2 separate regions of the Mus musculus genome follow, and region 2 is linked to region 1. A link is a contact called in public promoter capture Hi-C data. All regions are on one chromosome and are shown on one strand. The core of a region is the stretch at or near the end of the contact, and the rest is flanking DNA. Distances in the headings are between cores, read along the strand shown. Region 1 has its middle 34 kb from the start of Osbpl8. Region 2 overlaps Osbpl8 (oxysterol binding protein-like 8).

Region 1 (3,253 bases), core at 469-2,968:
TTGCTTTGGTACTCATTGGAACTTGCTCTGTAGACTAGCACAGGAGACCTGCCTGCCTCTGCTCCTGAGTGCTGGGATCAAAGGCATGCGTCACCACCACCACCTGGTTGTAGCACTCTTAAACTCATAGTAACCATGATTATATACATAAGACCTGCACGTGACTAGCCCATCAGAGAACAGAAGCTTGCAAGTTCCCATCTGCCCCGTCCCCCGCCAGTGGTCAGTAGGTAGGTAATGGTTGCTAAGATAGAAATATTCTCGTCCATGGTGTCCCCACTGGAAAGGTGCCCACACTCTTGTAAACGCGCCCTCGCTGGTGTGCCTGTGAGCAACCCTTAAAGTAACTCGCTGGGCAAAGGGGGGAAAAGGGCTTGAAGTTGAAAGGGGACAAGCTGAGCAGAGGAAAATCAGTAGGCGCAGTGGGAGGGAGGGAGAGAGAGTGATAGGTTGGATATGATCAAATTGCATTATGGACATGAACAAAAATATCAAAATGAAACTCATTGCTATGTGTGGTTAGTATATGTTAATAAGGACACAAAATAGCCTCCTTAAAGAACATTAAGAAATGATTCAGAAACTTCCTTTTTTTCCCCCAAGACTTATTTTTACAAGCCGTTGTGAGTCCCCTGTTGTGGGTCCTGGAAACTGACCTTTTAGTCTTCTCTAACATACCAAGTGCTGTTCACTCTGAAGCCGTCTCTAGCCCTGAGCAAATACTAGTGTTATTTTTAGGTAGAGATAAACTGGGTATACCTTAAGTTGGAAGTATATTTAATATGCCTATCCTCTGGTCATTCTTACTTGGCAGTGTATGGAGAGTTTTTGTTATCTTCACCTATAGTTGCTGTGCAACACCAGCCAGTACTGTGCTACATATCACTGGTTCAGCAAAAGACCAAAATTCAAAACTTGAGGGACGGGGTTGGTTTTTTTTTTTTTTTTTTTTTTTTTTTTGGTGCTGTGGATTAAAGCCAGAGCTTCCTACTTGCTAGCACTGTATGGTTCCCTTTCATACCAGTAAGAAGTATGAAGTCAATACTACTTGCAGCAATAGCATCTTCATTTTCTTGTTGTTGTTGTTGTTTCTTCTTCTTCTTCATCATCTTCTTCTTCTTCTTCTTCTTCTTCTTCTTCTTCTTCTTCTTCTTCTTCTTCTTCCTCCCCTCCCTCCTCCCCCCATTCCCCCCCCCTCCATCTTCTTGTTTGCTTATTTTGTTTTTTGAAACAGGGTTTCTCGATATATCCCTGCCTGTCCTGGAACTCATTCTGTAGACCAGGCTAGCTTCGACCTCACAGAGATCTGCCTGCCCCTGCCTCCCAAGTGCTAGGGTTAAAGGTGTGCACCACCACTGCCAGGCTAGCCCCATTTTCTTTAGCCTTAGACTATGTAGTGAAAAAGCAGAACAGTCCTAGAGCACCCTACAGAAACAAGTTGATCTTTACTATTTTTACAATATAGGAATCTGAAGAAAACTAATCAATTATAAATACACACAATATGAAGCCCAACCCCAGCACTCTGGTACTGTCAGGCCTTAGAATGTGATTTTGTAGTCTGTCTTCTTAGAAGAGAGCTTCACTTACTTTCACAAATTAAACTTGTGAAAGTGTGACTGTGGCAGCTCCCCAGGTGCTCAGAGCTCAGCTCTCTCTGTAAGTTCAGGAGGCTCAGCTCCCTGATGGCAGAGCACTTGGCTCCCTCAGTGGGAGGTCACCTGGAGGACTTGGTCACTGCAGGATGGAAGTACCTTGACCTCTTTTTCTGAAAAGGACTAACCTGACTTTAGCATGCTAACTGAGGCCAAACAGAGAAAGGCATAACCCAGATGACACGGGAGAGCGCACTTCTGGGTTTCTGAAGGGCTAAGAAGGGCCAAGCCAGAGGTCACATTTCAATTACGGATGAATGGTCACATGACATACAGATTGTATAGTTGTTATGCTGGTCAAGCAACAAAAATTTTAACTTAACTCTCCTCTCTTTTTGTTACAGAAAGTGTCCTCTTTAGTGGCCTTTGAAGGATGAGTAGCATTTTATAATAATCAGTATAGTGTAATTTGTTTTCTGGCCTGTTTTATGCTCAAATAAGTAGCTAGGTAAAAACAAATGGGCTGTAAAAAAAAAAAAAAAGGAGGAAGAGGAAGAAGAAGAAGGAGAAGGAGAAGAGGAGGAAGAAGAAGAACTAACCAAGTTTCTCACTGCTATATCTGGAAATGGGCTAATAAAGTCTTTCCACTGTATAGTGACTGGGTAGAATAGTAGGACAAGTCCTTGGTAGAAGTGCACTGGAATCCATTTTCTTTCCAACTCCTGACTGATGTCCTGACTGAACCGCATATAACTATGAGGAAAAGAGCTCTGGCAGGCTCCCATTCGGGCTGCCGAGAGCCAGCCAGCCTGCCGAAGCATGAGTATACATGTACACACATGGACCATGTGTATGGATGTGTGCAAACAGACTTCCGTCTCTATGATATGTCTCACATGGGATGATGCTCTGCTCTCAGAATTTTTGTATTTGTGTATAGAAGTGGGTTTAATAACTCACCGTGATTCTGCTTTGTCTTGTAGCCATCGTTTCTTGAGACGCTTGTCTGTGTTTTTTTAATAAAAATAAAATAAAGTAAAAGCAAGATACACATACATGAATAAAACACAGCCCAAGCAGTCTAGCACAGACAGGCCTTTATAATCCGTCTGTTTAAGTGCTCAATTATTTTCACAAATTCAAAGTGTGAATGCGTGAGTAGGTGCTAATTACATTCCAAAGGCAGTCGGCTGTCTCGCACCGTGCAATACCGTCAGGCAATCCCAATTTTATTTTTTTCTTATACCGGATGCTTTTTCCAAGTATTTAGTTGCCCCCTGCTGGCTATATAATTACAGAATTTCTTTTTTAAATTCCCTAATAGAGTGATTATATGTAATTAAGCCAAACTTCTGAAGAGACATACTTGCCTTTTAAAAATTGTTATGTTGAGGGGATGGAAAGATGGTTGTTCTTCCTCAAGACCTGGGTTTGATTCTCAGAACCCACGTGGTAAGTCACAACTATCTCTACCTCCAGATCTCGGGGATCCAATGCCCTCTTTTGGCCTCTATGGGCATTGTTGTTTTTATAAAAATAAAGGAGAGAGAGAATATGTTTGGTGAATGTATAGTTAGGTATGGGGGAAGAGGGTGCCTCCGTGGGCCCATGCTGAGGCATCCCTTCCCCCTGAGGGACCAGCCACAGGACAGTATAGT
Region 2 (3,431 bases), core at 606-3,105, 110 kb before region 1:
CATTTAAAAACTCAGTTTCCAATAATGTGGGTGGTACATGCCTTTAATCCCAGCACTCAAGGGGCAAAAGCAGGGGGTCTACATAGTGAGTTCCAGGGCTACATATAAAACAACCAAACTTCCTGTATAATGCTATCCCTGCCCACCTTGGGCAAAGGCATTTCAAAAATCATTGTTAAATTAAGTTTATGGAGCTGTGGTGCTGTCATCTGAGGGCCTCTGTTTTTGCCTTGTTTCACTCTTCCCCATACCATAAAATGGAAATTAATAACCATAGACAATCAGAAAATTATAATTAATTCATACAGTTAGTGCTTGCCTTTAAAGGAATAAAGAAGGTATCACAAAAGGCATTATCCTCTTACAGTTAAGTAGGGTTTAAACTTAATAGGGTCTCCATTTCCTTATCTATAAAATACTAAGAGTAGCATCTATATTATAAGATTATTGTGTGAAGTCTACAAAGGTTCCGGGTAAAAACATTAGAATACTGAGTTCTCTCCTAAAGTTCAAGGAACATCAGAGGAAAGAAGTTGCTTTTGCTTTTGTTTTTAATGACCATAAACAAGGATGGGAATACAACTGCAACACAAATTTGACAGTGAACCTAAGATGCACAAATATAGGTGCAAAGAGGCACAAAAGCCATGTCACACGTCAGTCTTTATATCAAAAAGTCCTTTTGTATACAATTCACAGCAGCAAATTACACTGGATTGCGTGTCAAATGGATGAAGTAATAATTTAAAATATTCAAGTGAGACACACAAGCAATGTCTTTAATATCTCAAAGAGAATGGTGTCCCACTTAGAAATCTTTTTGTTTGTTTGCTTGTTTGTTTGTTTTTTGAGACAGGGTTTTTCTGTGTAGGCCTGGCTGTCCTTGAACTCAGAAATCCGCCTGCCTCTGCCTCCCAAGTGCTGCGATTAAAGGCGTGCGCTGCTGCTGCCACCACCACCACCCAGCCCCATTTAGAAATCTTAACCCTGCCAAACTCTCAATTATGCACATTAGAATATATTAACAATATTTAAGATACTATAGGTTTCAAAATCCTACTTTTCTTTCATGTTTTATTTACTTTTGCATGCTTTTAAAGAGTCATCAAGCGCACCTCTTGTCACTTGTGGTTCTAATACAGAGTCAAATTTGATGCACAAAGGATGCAGTGTTCAGAGGAGTTCTCCCCCCAAGCGTCTGTATCATCTCCAACCAGATGCTATGGGACTCTCTCCCCAAGCCGCTCTTCTCTGTCTGGCAGAACTGAGACAATTCTCATGTAAATAATTTCTTCTAGAGCTTACTTCTGTCCAGCACACTTAGAAAAGACTGTACAACATACACTGTACAGCATATATACTGTACAAAAAAAAGGTAACAGTAAATCAGCACTGTTTAGGATATAAAAGATCACCAAGTCAAATAGCTCCTTTCACCAAAAAGTCCCCTACCAGGGTACCATCTTTCTTGGGTCTCCTTCACCCAGGTTCTTCTCTGGCCTGTAGCGTTTCCTAGTGTCTATTAGAATTGTCTCTTTCCCTAGACTCACAGTTGAGTTAACTGACAATACCTCTAGTACAAGAAGGTGTCCTACTTTTCATTTGATAGGCTACACAGTACAGACTACTTCTGCCGTCTTCCTGCTATAGCAACAGCCCAGAACCACACCACAGGCAATGCTGAGCACTCACAACGACTAAACAGTCCTTTCACATGGAGCATTTGGTGACTGTTGCAAAATAACTGACAGACAACATTTCAAAGGAAAAAAGAAGGGTTTAGGCCCATGGTCCCGGATGTTTTAGTCCATGTTTGCTTTGGCTTGCCCTATTGTTAGGCATGCAGTGAGACAGAACACCTTAGTGACAGCAGCATGTGACAAAACCTGCTTACTTCACAGCAGCCAGGAGGCCAAGGAGACACCAGGACCAAGATTTACCTTCTACTAGACTATTCAGAAGCTAGGCTTTATTAAAGGCTTATTCCATTCATGAAGTTAGAGCCCCAGAGATCCAGTTACCTCAACAGCCCCAACACCAGGGGACTAAGCCCAAAACACATGAGCCTTTGGGTTCATTGATATCCAAACCATAACATGACTCTTAGTAGATTCTCAAAGAAATCAAGGCCACGCTACAACCCAGAGTTTTTTGGCTTATACTTCTCCAGCAATACTGCCCCTTTACACAAGGACTTGTTGAATAGGCTGAAGATATTTGGACAGAGGCTCTCTCTGTAATTTGAGTTCCTATAGAATGAACTACAAAACAACTTGCTTATAAATGAATGTGAACTTAACTTGGTCTAATTTTGCAACAGAAAATCAGATGTCTGCCAAGACCATAAAGCCACTGAGCTTCAGCCAATTACAGGCCACGCTCAAACGAGGCCAGAAGCTCATCTTGTACTCCACTTGTGAGTTCTGTCTGTCAATATTCAGTGCCCCATACTGCAGAGCAGAACTCTTGGAACCTCTGTCCGGTATGAAATGCTGCCCAATACATGAATTACTCTTGTTCAAATAAACTATCAAGTTTATCTAGTTTTTCTTTGAACACTTACTTAGTCCTTCCAAAGAAACATTTTAGATATGCACATATGATAGTACCATTACTATAAATACAAGTCAAGAGAAAGCCACAGGTGACATGGGTCCAGCAGGCGTGACACTACAAGCTGATTAGGAGCTGCCTCTGAGGACTTCTGAGCACTAAGCAATGATCCCTTCTCATTATGCATTTTCACGGAATAGTCTATTGTACACTTACAGATAGTCATTTCCTTTTAACGAAAGCTGTTCAATTGTTGCCTAATGCACAGAAAACACAAATAGAAGCTACTGTGACGCACAGAATTTAAATTATAATTTTATACTCATTTGTTTGTTGGTTGGTTGGTTGGTGTGGGCATGCAGAGGGGAGCAATCAGCCCATGGCGTACTTAGAGGTCAGAGGGTAATTTGCAGGGACTAGTTCTTTCCTTCCATACCATTTGGGTCTCGGAGATCAGACACAACTCTAACTGTCTGGCATATTATAACAGTAATTTTGTTGTAATTTTAAAAAATACACTGGAAATCTGGCTCTACAAAGAACTGAAAATGACAGCAGCCAATGGAACTGAAGCCCTGTTATTACTTTGTAAAGAGGACAGTAGACTCTCCCAGAGTTTCCAAACAAAGGAGATTAAATCCCAACAGCAAGAACTAACTAGTAGAGGTAATATCTGATCATCCTTAAAGAATCTTAAGTTAAAAATATACTTAAAACATTTCTTTTCCAAGAAAAAAAAGTCCCTTGTTACACTTATATTCCTCTTTCTACTCTGATGAGAACAAACAAAAACAGCAACTCAAAAGGCCTGACATGCTAGGCCAGACCTCCCTGCAACCTCTACAAAGACGCTTAGAACAAAGCTGGATTAGTCATCT

The links. Promoter capture Hi-C pulls out the DNA fragments that hold promoters and counts their contacts.
Region 2: a contact with region 1 is called in a promoter capture Hi-C map of liver. The contact joins two enhancer-like sites. A contact is called at or near these places in 4 of 39 promoter capture datasets (the C10 cell line, the HPC-7 cell line, liver and 1 more), 3 of 484 Hi-C or Micro-C datasets (the AtT-20 cell line, bone marrow-derived macrophages and liver), 1 of 115 datasets of contacts at active chromatin or transcription factors (CD8 T cells) and 3 of 9 other capture datasets (adipose tissue, liver and pancreatic islet).

The regions. Positions count from the first base shown.
Region 1 is chr10:111,129,601-111,132,853 of GRCm38.p6, reverse strand. No RefSeq gene overlaps it. Among named protein-coding and RNA genes, the nearest start is that of Osbpl8, 34 kb to the left of the region's middle. Within about 2 kb of position 1,718, at least 20 of the 459 cell types and tissues checked have an H3K27ac peak or open chromatin away from gene starts, as enhancers often do. A contact at or near this core is called in liver, where this site is marked.
Region 2 is chr10:111,243,990-111,247,420 of GRCm38.p6, reverse strand. All of the region lies in intron 4 of Osbpl8 (oxysterol binding protein-like 8), which reads right to left. Among named protein-coding and RNA genes, the nearest start is that of Bbs10, 53 kb to the left of the region's middle. Within about 2 kb of position 1,855, at least 8 of the 459 cell types and tissues checked have an H3K27ac peak or open chromatin away from gene starts, as enhancers often do. A contact at or near this core is called in liver, where this site is marked.